2 separate regions of the Mus musculus genome follow, and region 1 is linked to region 2. Evidence: chromatin contacts called from public promoter capture Hi-C data. All regions are on one chromosome and are shown on one strand. Each heading gives the region's core, a stretch centred on a gene start, on an enhancer-like site or on the middle of the called end of the contact. The rest is flanking DNA. Distances are from core to core; before and after follow the strand shown.

Region 1 (5,623 bases), core at 2,023-4,522, 360 kb after region 2:
CACTTGAGTGGTTTAAAATGCCACCCACAAGATCAGGACCATTCAGGGCATGGTACACACCTTTAATCCCTGCATTAGGCAGGCAGAGGCAGAAGGATCTCTGAGTTCGAGGCCAGCCTGGTCTACAGAGTTTCAGCACAGCCAGGTCTAAAAAAAAAAAAAAAAAAGACAAAACAAAAACAAAACAAAAAAAAATCATGACTTGAGAAACCAAACCATGAATGAATGAATGAATGAATGAATGAATGAATTGCTACTGAGTTATGCATATTCTTTGTACTGCCAAACCCAGGCCTAAAATGTGGCACTTTCAGCACAGAAGGTTCAGAGCACAGTAACTGGCTGCTGTGATTTGTGACACTCTCTGAAGCAGCGCCAGCTGTCCCCGGACACTCTTCAGTGTCTCACAATGAGGGATGCTGCACAGCACTGTCCTCCCAGGAGAGCAGCCATCTTCCTAAGACCAGCTGTGTCTGCGAGGGAACAGTCCTCACAGCTGGCCCCTTGGCTGCTGACATCCTCCCCTGGGAGTGAGTATGGAGGGTCACTGGAATCCCGCCTGAGTGCCCAGCCACTCCACTAAGCCATGTGTATGCAACCCTGCCCTATCTGCACGGGGCTTAGGGAAGGGCTAGAGTGTATAGACTCAGGAAGACTAGGAGATGGGCACGCCATGTACATGGCTCGAAGGAAGCCATCATCTCTGGCTGAAGACTTCCCAGTGCGTCTGTTTTGGAGTCACCCAAGTTCCCATCAGTAATCCGTTACCAGTGTGTGTGAGGATGCATTAAAAAAAAAAAAACCTTACCGGTTCCCCAGGATAGAAAGTGGTGGAATTGTGTTGGTTTTGTCATCGGAACCTCGAAAGGGAGAGAATTCTCTCAATGGTGTTGCTCTTGCAAGAAGGTCAAGTTGCCTCAGGACCCTCAGCACCCAGTCAGGAATCCTCTCTCCTAACGCAGAGGTCACCATTATCCTTGAGGGTTTGTGTGTCAAGAGCCCCGGTGCACACCTGGAGCCCAGGAATCCATGGCTATAGTTTCTGCTTATGCCTGCAACAAAGCTTACTTATAAATTAGGCACAGGAAGATTTTGACCTCAAAAGCCAATGACAAAATACAACACATAACAATATATTGTAACAAAAATGATGTGCACATGGTCTCTCCTCTCTCTCTGTCTCTTTCTCAAAATATCTATTGCACTGAAGAGCTCAGCAATGCCTCTTGACTTACTAAGAGGTGAAGTTGAACCTTTAGAGATGGCCCCAGACAGTACTAGCCCGAGGAAAACTCAGTAGCATAAGCCACGGCTTCGAAGTACATATGGCTTTCTCACCATGTAAAAGCTGGAAATCGTGCGTCACGCCGTCCTAAACCAGGGATTTTCTGTACTTGCAACAGGAGAAGCAAAGCTTAGCACTGACATAGAAACCATCCCCACAGTGGACCAACTGTGACCACGCATGCCATGTGCAACCCTGGCCATGTATGTTGTATGCAACCCTGATCCTACATGCTGTATGCAACCCTGATCATGTGTGCTGTGCCTTGGCTACACGTATGGACTCTGATTTCCCATCACTTGGACCAAATAACAAACTGTAAAATTAAGGAAAGTAGAGAACTCCCACTTCTGATTCTTTCCCTCTTGCCAAGTCCCTGAGCCTTATATGCTATACTATAATAAGTTAACAATGGCTGGGACACTAAGGAAGAAGAAAAAGGTCTATTTATTCCATGTTCTCCATTCAAGGAGACTGAACAGTGGGAGGGAAGGCAGACTTAGTACACACACTGGAGTTTGACGGGAATTACTGAAACAAAACACAGGAGCTTCCATTTCCATTAAAGACAGACATAAACACCCCATCAAAGTCCATAATGTCTGCTAACTTCAGGTGCATGTGGCATAGACACCTTTGAAAGGCCATGAGATAGTATTTCTAACAATTACTTGTGCAATTATCCCTGAGGCAAGAGGAATGTGACCTCTGGGATGTGACCTCTGACCAGAACTCAAGAGGAGCATGAGATATGATGTGGGCCCAGGACATGGAGCAGGGACCAGAGCCTGTGGCTCTAGGCTCTCTGTAGAAAGAGAAGCAAGCCAACCGAAATGCCCTTGGACAGTATCATCTTTTATTATGAAGTCTATTTTATGTTAGCTGTAACAGCTAAGGAAGTCCAGAGAAGGGCTCATTTTCATTAGTGTGACTGGAAACACAATTTCAGAGCTTGTTTTACTTAACATGTCAAATCATTTTGTGACTCGGAAATTTTTCTCCATCCATGCGAGTTTTTAAAGGATGTCTTTTTGTCTTTCCTTCCCAATGTGATAGACGACATCTCAGAATGTGGGCATTTAACAAGTTCACTTCAAAGAACCAAGGTGAGATGATAATTTCCAAGAAGACAGGCTGGTCAATACAAGAACATGAGGCACTCGGAATGGCTACTGTGCCAAAAGCTTAAAAGGTGGCAATGTCCCGACTGGGACTGTGTCTCCACTCGTGTCACACATGCCCTGTGCTCCAGATGATGTGCAGAAGTCAACAAAACAAGTTCCAGAACCACTACAACCTAGTGCCACTGCCAAGAGAAGTGCCAGGAAAACGCTCAAGAAGCGCTTTGAAAAACCCTCTGATCTCTTGTAAGTGAGATTCTGTGCAAACACACCCATATTCCTTTTGGTCATCTATTCTAGACACGAGAGGGCCCAGGCTTCCTTTTAATCTGTGGGTCCCTGGACCCTGACTCTGGAATATCTGGTACCAGATGTGATGCCATTTACACAGAGTTTCAAAAAGTGTCTCTTTTTAACATAAATCCAGAATCTGAAAATTCTCTTTCCGAATAACTGGGCTTTCTTCTCCTCCTACCAGCAACCATCCTAAGCCGAGAGGGTTCTGTGCTGAGAACTGGGATGACATAGCATTCGCTCACACAGTTTAATTAACCGCCACCAGCTTCTCTAATTATCCCTGTTTTGTAACAGCTTTTAAATGACAGTAAATTTTGACCAAAATATACTTCCCTTATCTCTAAAGGCCACTTTCTCTTAAAAACAAAACAAACCACTAACTGACTTTAAAAGCACAAAGACATTTCTGTGTCAGGCTTTTTGGATAATTTAATAAAATTCAGCACATGGGAAGAGCTGGCCACCACACGTGACAAGCAGATTAGTATGCGATTCCCACAGTACTGACACGTGCTGCACAGGAGTCTGTCAGCTGCTGTGTGGCTTTGCCATTTGCACAAGGCAAGCTTCAGGAAAGCAAACATTTTAACTCTTCTGGGCCCTCCCCATGGTTATCAGTGGCTAAATGTAGCTGTGATGGATGTACAGATTCATGCCACATCACAAATGGGCAAGGGGCTCTAAAACCATAAAGTCTAAACTCTGTCCTAGACTGGAGCCTTCCTACTACTCTCTGCCTGGGCATTCCTGCACTGGGGCACTGGGGCACTGGGGAGCTGACTCTGTTCCGAGCAACCCATGAGCAACACCATCTGGGCAGACATTACAGTGACTGCAGGTGCTGCTCATATCCAGGCCCACTCCTGTAGGTTTCAGATCTACAGCCTTCGAGTGGAATTGCACATCACAAATTCTGAATGTGACTCAGTGGAAATGTGGAAACATGAGGCACACATCCCATGTGGCTCTGCCACGAGCTCCCATTTGATCTGAGTCTAATCAGGCTGTACACAGGTCTAGCTAAGTGAATGAATACATCTTTATCTGCCCATCCTCAGGTCAAAACGGTGATTTCACCTCTTCAGTTGACTCCTATGCTCTCCCTGTCCCCAACCTTGCCCTGTGTCCTCCTACAATAGTCATTCTTCCTAAACAAAAGAACAGATCTACAACCACCTGTTTGACACTATGCATGGAGCAAATAAACTCGGACTTTCTAAAGTGACACAGAGTCCTCTCACACAGACTCACCTACTCACTCTTACTTTGCATCTGACGGGTCTGATGTAAAGGGACCCCTGCCCTCTTTAGAATCATCAGATAGTCGTGTCTGGTTTCTGCTCAGAAACGCTTGTCCTGTTCAGTATTCTTTGCTTAGATGGCCTCATGGAGAACTCTTTCATGCCAGTCAGTACTCATCTAACTTGTTAGCACAGAGGCGTGGACAGCCTGGAAGCCTCAGGTCTGTTTTCTGTTTCATCTTCTTTACATTCTGTGTTGCACATAATACAGAACTCTCTGATATCATCATATCTTCTCTTTATTATCGTTACATACTCCTTCTGAGTCTGAACCATGTCTCGCCAAAGCAGGCACAATATTCATCTTCTGAGTCTTGGTGCTCTGCATCACTGGCTTCGCCCCTCAGATTATCTTGTCTCCAGGTAAAATGTAGCTAGCCCTCCATGGGGCTTCAAGAATCCACTCTCTTCTGGGCTTCTCTTCTCAAAGAGCAGATTTGAACTCCACTCTATACCTGCCATGGACCTCAGTGATTTGTCTCCAAAGCAAGCCTTGAACCTGGGAAAGAAGCCAGAATTAGCAAAAGAAGCCCAGGACACCAAAAGTGCCTTCAATAGACTGTCTTTGTGCTTTGTGCTTTACTCTAGCCAATCCCAAAGGAAGGGATGGGGGAAGATCCTAGACTGCAAGTCCTTTTTACCCCAGCCACCCCATTCAGATCCTCCCTTCCAGGCTCTTTCATATGATGTCTGAGCCTCAGTGTATGGCCTGATAGACAAATACAAAACTCAAACTAAAAAGGGGGGTGGGGAATCCTTGTCACCTACAATGAATTCCAAAAACTAAACAGCAAAACCATCAAGTTAACTTCTCAAAAAATGAAATACAAATGATCAATAAATACTTTTAAAACTGTTCAACATCTTTAGCCATCAGAAACATTCAAATTGAAACTGCTTTGGAATTTCATCTCACCCCAGTCAGAAACACTATCATCAAAATAAACATATGGTGGGGAGGGGTGGTACTTATATACTACTGATACAAAGGTAAATTGGAGACACCAGTTTGGAAATCAGTATGGAGGTTTCTTAAGAAACTAAAACTGGAACTACTACATGTTCCCACTACACCACTTTTCTAAGTATATACAGAAAGGATTCTTAACTCAGCATACCACAGCGATGTTTGCACAACCATGTTTAATTGCTGTACTACTCACATTAGCAATATATAGAACCAGCAGGTTCCAGTTAAAGCAATGGATAGAGAAAATGTGGTACGTGTAAGCAATGAATGTTTTTCAGTCATAAAGCAGAATAAAAGCACAGCATACTTGGGGAAATGAACAGAACAGAACTTGTTAAGCAAGATAAGCCAGACACAGAAGGACAAATGCCATATTTTCTTTCATATAAAAAATCTAAATTTAAACTTACATAGGCACACAGAGAGAGATACACACACAGAGAGACATGCACACAGAGACACTTAGAGAGGAGAAGGAAATAGAGAATTGTGGGGGAAAACAGAAGGCAATGGAATATGTATGTCATGAAGGCAGAAGTAAGGACAACTTGGGGGCATGAATAAGATCACCAAGATGATGCAGACATTAAAGAAGGCTGGGGAACGGATAGGAACCCAGAGTAACTGCAACACACATGCACACAGGCAC
Region 2 (6,077 bases), core at 1,695-4,194:
TTGTTAACCTAGAGAACACAGACTAATACATAGCAGTGTGACAGTACTAGTCCCAAGAGGGTACATTGAAAGGCTGAAGTATCTAAGCCACTGCTGATGCCAAACCCTAGAAATCACTGAATATCACTTCTTGGTGCTCTATTAGCAGTATTCATATTCTGGAAGCTGAAATGCCAATGGCTGTTGGACAGTAGGCTCGGACCAGGGGTAAGAGATGGTCTCAATAGCCAGAGTGCAGGTCCATCTAGGGCTCTGATTCCTCACAACCCTACAGTGCATCTCTCCACTGGAAATGAGCAGAAACACCTCTTAGCAAAATAAAGTCACAAGGTTGACCATCATCCTTAAGCTTTTGAAGAAATCTACAGCAAGAGACTCTGGGGTCTAAGTGTTTGGGGGAATAACAGGCAACTTAGAGGAGGGCAAATAGTCCAAACTTCAATACTTTATATGTTCATTCATTTTTTATCTATGTGTGTGTGCACATGTGTGTTCTACCACATGTGTGTAGAAGTCAACATGGGAGAAGTTGGCTCTCTCCTTCCCCATGTGGGCACTGGGGATTGAACTCAGGTTGTCAGACTTGGTAGCAAGGGCTTTTACTTGCTGAGATTTGTCATCCCAATTCCTAAAATTATGTGGGTCAGATTAGTACAAAGCTGGGTACTGGGCCAGTAAGGGAGTCACTGTGTGCCCACTGCATGTCAGACAGCACTCTATACTTCCATAGTCTCATTTAACCACCAAAGTGAATATGCCTAACTTATCTCTGGACATCATTACAAACTGGCAATAGCCATTTCCTTGTCGATTCTCTTGGTTCTGGAGGTGGGTAGACTCAGTGGTGATGGCTGACCCCATGTGCTCATGGTTGGATGGTGCTAGGGGTTGATATGCTTTGAGTGTGTTTAATGTAGTAGCAACTTGGTCCCCAGTGGCAGTGTGGAGGTTAGGAACCCTTAAAGGGAAGTGCCCAGAACAAGACAATTAGGTGATTATGGTATGGCCTTCTCAAAGGGGTAATGTAGCTCTCAGGTAATGGTTGGTTTTCTTTTCTTTTCTTTTCTTTTCTTTTCTTTTCTTTTCTTTTCTTTTCTTTTCTTTTCTATGTGGTTTAGATATTTTCTTTTTTTCATTTCATTTTTTATTAGATATTTTCTTCATTTACATTTCAAATGCTATCCTGAAAGCCCCCTATACTGCCCCCCTGCCCTGCTCCCCAACTCACCCGCTCCCACTTCCTGGCCCTGGCATTTCCCTGTACTGAGGCATATGATCTTCCCAAGACCAAGGGCCTCTTCTCCCATTGATGGCTGACTAGGCCATCCTCTGTTACATATACAACTAGAGACATAGTTCTGGGGAGTACTGGTTAGTTCATATTGTTGTTCTTCCTATAGGGTTACAGATCCCTTTATTTAGCTCCTTGGGTACTTTCTCTAGCTCCTACATTGGGAGCCCTGTGTTCCATCCAATAAATGACTGTGAGCATCCTTCTGTATTTGCCAGGCACTGGCATAGCCTCACAAGAGACAGCTATATCAGGGTCCTGTCAACAAAATCTTGCTGGCATATGGTTGGTTTTCACAAGGATGAGTTTCTACAAGGCAGCCATGCTCCAGGCTCCCTCTTTCTTGCTGTTTTGTCATGTGTTCCCATCATCCACCATGGCCTGAAGTATCCAGCAAGCCTTTCCTACACTCAAGCAGATTCTGAAGTTGAGCTATCACTATTTATTATTTGAATTATTGGGGATGGAGCCCAGAAATTTGGACATACAGGGCAAATGTTCTACCCATGATCTGTAGTACCAGGCAAGTATTATATTTGCAAAACTCCAAAACTGAGAGATAAACAACCCTCCTTTCTTAGTTAAAGCCCAACCTCAGGTACTTCATTATAGCAACACATAGTGGAGTAAGACAGGTGATGAGGACTGAAGTCACATTGAGCCTCAGTTAGTGTGGATGTGACATCATCTGGGTCCTCCATTGAGACCCTGGCTGAAGTTGCCTATGTGGTATCTTCAGGTAGTGCTTGGCTCACTCATGGAGAGGAGTTGAGTATCAAGTAGAAGTATCATAAAGCAGTCTGCAGAAACTGCATGGCTTACTTGACCTCATCTCAGAATTACAGTGTCATTTCTACTGCATGCTGTTTGTTACAGTGAGTCTTGAAAGCCAGTCACATTCAAAGGGAAGGATCGAAACAACATAACAACAACAACAACAACAACAACAAAACACAGACAGGTCTTAAATTCAATATGAATTTCTGTCCTCACACAGAGGAGGGAACCAAGGCCTGGAGATCCCAAGGCCCCCACATCTTGGCTCACACAGCTTGCCAGTTGAAGAAGGGGGAACTGAAAGCAGTCCCGCTAGTGCCCAAAGCCTGTTACTGAGCCGCTGTGCGACCCTGTCCCCCAAAACCAGAAGAAAGAAACTAGTAAGCCCTTTAAAAGCAAGGCAGGGGATTCTGCTAAGGGAGCTGAGAAAATCTGAGCAGTGAGGTCTGCACTGTGTGGAAGGGTCTGAGGATGGGTGCAGAGCCTGAAGAAAGGTGCAAGAGGAAAGCATTCAAGGCACACACAGGATGTGTGCGGTTGGGAACACACACATGATCCCTGACTGCTGGGTGAGCATAAAGGACAGAGAGCTGGATGAAACCTGGCTATAAAAGTGTGTCAGTGCCAGCCTGATGCCTTTCTTGTCTTTCATCTCTGACTGAGCAGCATCAGTAGCACACACAGCTTCTTAGCCTCCATCTGGACCTCTCAAATTCGAACCAATAGAGTTGGGCTCAGCATGCTGTTTTTGCAAGCCTGCCAGGTGATTCTGATTCTGACATGGATTTGAGACACTCCGTTCTTGGTACTGGTGCAGGCGACTACCTAGGCAGATCTGCCTACTGTGGTGTGCTGAGCCTATTGCAAAGAGAGAGCAGACTGTGCGTGTGTGTGTGTGTGTGTGTGTGTGTGTGTGTGTGCATGTATGACTAAGGCTCATCTAGAGCAGGAGGGGGGGGCAGTGGTAGGCTTGGAGAGTGTTTGGTGAGGCACTGGATATTGAGGTTTGGCCCTCCAGTGAGAAAGAGTGAGAGCCACCCTCACTGCCCCCTAAAAACTCACAACACAACATTTCTCTGAATCTCTGAGCCATATTGCTCAAGAGTCAGAGCATAAACAGCTCTCTGGGTCGGGTTACAGGGCTGGTTTCCTGCCATAGTATCAACCTACCTACTCTGCATTTTGCCTTTGGCAAAGCATGGCTGGGTCACGCAGTTTCTCTGTTTCTGAACTGCACCACTGACTTTCATAAGCCACATATGCAGACTGTTTTAAAAACTAAGATAAATGACAGAACCTGGAAATTGAAAACATTCTTGGCATAACGCACTTGCTACTTTTAAAAAATCTCTTGTTGTTATCCATCATGTATTCATTCAAAAGTTGTTGTGCACAAAGTAGGTACAAGACCCTTAGAACACAATCAAGGTCTTTGTTGTGCACCTAGTAGGCACAAGGATCCAAGAATGGAGTCATGGCCTGCTCTCTGGCCTTTTCCTTCTTTGTCCTTCTGTGAGATAGAGAAAAACACAGCTTGGAGTTTAGAATTGGGATTCAGGCATTAAGTTTATGATATTGTAAAATCCCATTTTTAGGCACTCTGGGTCACTTAAGAAATGGATTGAAGATCTGCCTTGCATGTCTCAAACTGTGTGAATCACAAAGAGTCAGAGTAAGGGCGCGGCTGGAGAGCAGTGGGGGCTGTGCACGCGCAGCATCCTCCCTTCTTCCTTCCCTGTCACCTTCTGTCACCCCTGTAGGGTCCTTGGCTCTAAGCAGAACACTCCCTTGCCCAGCTCCATGCCCCCATGTGGAGCCCTACAGATGCCATTCTCTTTCCGGCCACTCCTAGCTGGCTGCTGTTCCAATTCAGCAAAGAACATTAAAAAAACCAGTTCAAGGGTCCACTGCACATAAGCAGATCTTTCTGTTTCTTTGCATTCTTTACTGGGAATTCTCACCAATGTGGTTGATAGAGTCGGCTTATTGATATCTAAGGAATGTGTCCCTCTGTTACATAGGAGGCCCCCGAGAGTTCTGGAGTATAGAGGAAGTCTCCAACAGAGGGGAGAGACAGGACAGAGCACATAGCTGCCAGGGTGCCTGGGTGCCTGAATAGGGGATGGGAGCAGGAAATGCAGAGGCCCAGGTCCCTGAGCTCAGTCTTATAGGACTTTAGGCCTTATGAATTACCCAGAGTAAATTGTTCAAGAGTTTTATACATAAAATCTCCCAAATGCTTTCTTTAAAAAGCACAGATTTATAAACCAAATTGACCATCAGGACAGATCTCCATTCACTGGTGAGGGGGTAGCCCTCAGCCATCAGGTGCTTTCTGAGGCCCAGGCAGGCCCTTTGCAGTAGAGACTTCCAACCATTCACAAGCATGCATGACAGAGCCCGGGCCTCACGTGTACAGGGTTAACCTTGTCCCTGATGGTTGCTGCCCTTTAACTTCAGCTGGCAACAGGCACCCTCGCAAAGGGCCCTGAAGTGAGGGGAGAGGGGCTGTCCTCCGGACTTCCGGATATAAGATCCTGTGACACCTGCAAAGGTCAGGCCGTGAATGTTTTGGGTAAGGTCTCTAGTTTTTCTTTCTCAGCGTTCCCTGAAGCTAACGCTCACCCACCTGTTTGAACAATGTTTTCTTTTCCTAGCCAAGAATGAAGGCCCGGGAACTTTCCCACCAGCAAAGGTCCTTTGAGCAAATGTCTTTTAAGAATGTTCAGCTCCCAGACTGGGCTCAGTGAGGCTCCAGCTGACCTTTGCCCTGCTTTGCACCTGGAGCCTAAGCTTTGTGACCTGAGCTGGGTGACCTGTGGGCTACAGTTTCACCGAGTGGACGTGCACATACAAACAGCTGTCCCAAGTCTCCACCAGCAATAGAGGCCAGGAGGTCCTCGGGGCATGTAGTGCGTAGGACTGAAAAGTCAGACTTCTCGGTCAGAAGGGAGGGGGGAGAGTGAGGAGGAGGCAGAAGAGAATGGGGAGGGAGAGGAAGAGGAGGAGGCAGAAGGGGAAGAGGAAGAATAAGAGAAAAAGGAGGAGGAGGAAGGCTGATGAAGAGTACACTGCTGTCATGGAGACTATCAAGACTCCTGTCATGGCCATAGGCTCTCTGACCCCTGGGTTGGAGGACCAGTTCTTTTAGGATGAGTGAGCCAAGAAAAAAAACACGGTCTGACTCCATCTTACTTTAGCGGAGTCTGAGATGACATGCCAGGAGCTAGCCTTGACACTTGCTGTAAATGCTGCTGCTGCTGCTGCTGATGATGATGATGATGATAAAGATGACAATGACAATGACGATTGTAGTGGCTATTCCTGGTTGTCAACTTGACTATATTTGGAATGAACTACAATCCAGAATTGGAAGGCTCACCAGTGACCCTTATCTGGAGGCTTGGAGATAGAAGTTTCTGATCTGGATCTTGGTATGGAGATCTGGAAGCATAGTGGCTATGGATTCCAGAAGATTAAATCTCCGAGTTCAAGGTCATCCGGGATTAAAGGTATGGTGGAACACACCTTTAATCTGAGCTACACCTTTCATCTGGGATTAAAGTTGTGATGGAACACACCTTTAATCTGGGCTACACCTTCTGCTGGAGACAATATAAGGACATTGGAAGAAGGGAGGTTTGCTCTTGCTCCTTCGCCTGCTTGCTGTGTGAGACTGAGTAACTGCTAGATCCTTGGACTTCCATTCACAGCTACTACTGAACCATTGTTGGGAATTGGGCTGCAGACTATAAGTCATCAATAAATTCCTTTGCTATATAGAGACTATCCATAAGTTCTGTGACTCTAGAGAACCCTGATAATACAGACGATGATGATGATGGTGATGGTGATGGTGATGGTGGTGGTGGTGGTGATGATGATCTGCCTTTCACGGCTGGTCCTCTCTCAGTTAAGATCCTGTGCAGCCAGCATGGGGGAACACTGGTGAGCAGGCAGCTTCTCTGGCTCTACCGAGCACAGTAATTGGCTAAAGTTCAAAGTTGTG

The links. Promoter capture Hi-C pulls out the DNA fragments that hold promoters and counts their contacts.
Region 1: a contact with region 2 is called in a promoter capture Hi-C map of hippocampal neurons, with 3 times the contacts expected there. The contact joins two enhancer-like sites. A contact is called at or near these places in 1 of 39 promoter capture datasets (hippocampal neurons), 1 of 484 Hi-C or Micro-C datasets (bone marrow-derived macrophages) and 1 of 115 datasets of contacts at active chromatin or transcription factors (acute myeloid leukemia).

The regions. Positions count from the first base shown.
Region 1 is chr6:117,574,824-117,580,446 of GRCm38.p6, forward strand. No RefSeq gene overlaps it. Among named protein-coding and RNA genes, the nearest start is that of Gm9946, 18 kb to the left of the region's middle. Within about 2 kb of position 3,273, at least 9 of the 459 cell types and tissues checked have an H3K27ac peak or open chromatin away from gene starts, as enhancers often do. A contact at or near this core is called in hippocampal neurons, where this site is marked.
Region 2 is chr6:117,216,282-117,222,358 of GRCm38.p6, forward strand. No RefSeq gene overlaps it. Among named protein-coding and RNA genes, the nearest start is that of Cxcl12, 51 kb to the left of the region's middle. Within about 2 kb of position 2,945, at least 30 of the 459 cell types and tissues checked have an H3K27ac peak or open chromatin away from gene starts, as enhancers often do. A contact at or near this core is called in hippocampal neurons, where this site is marked.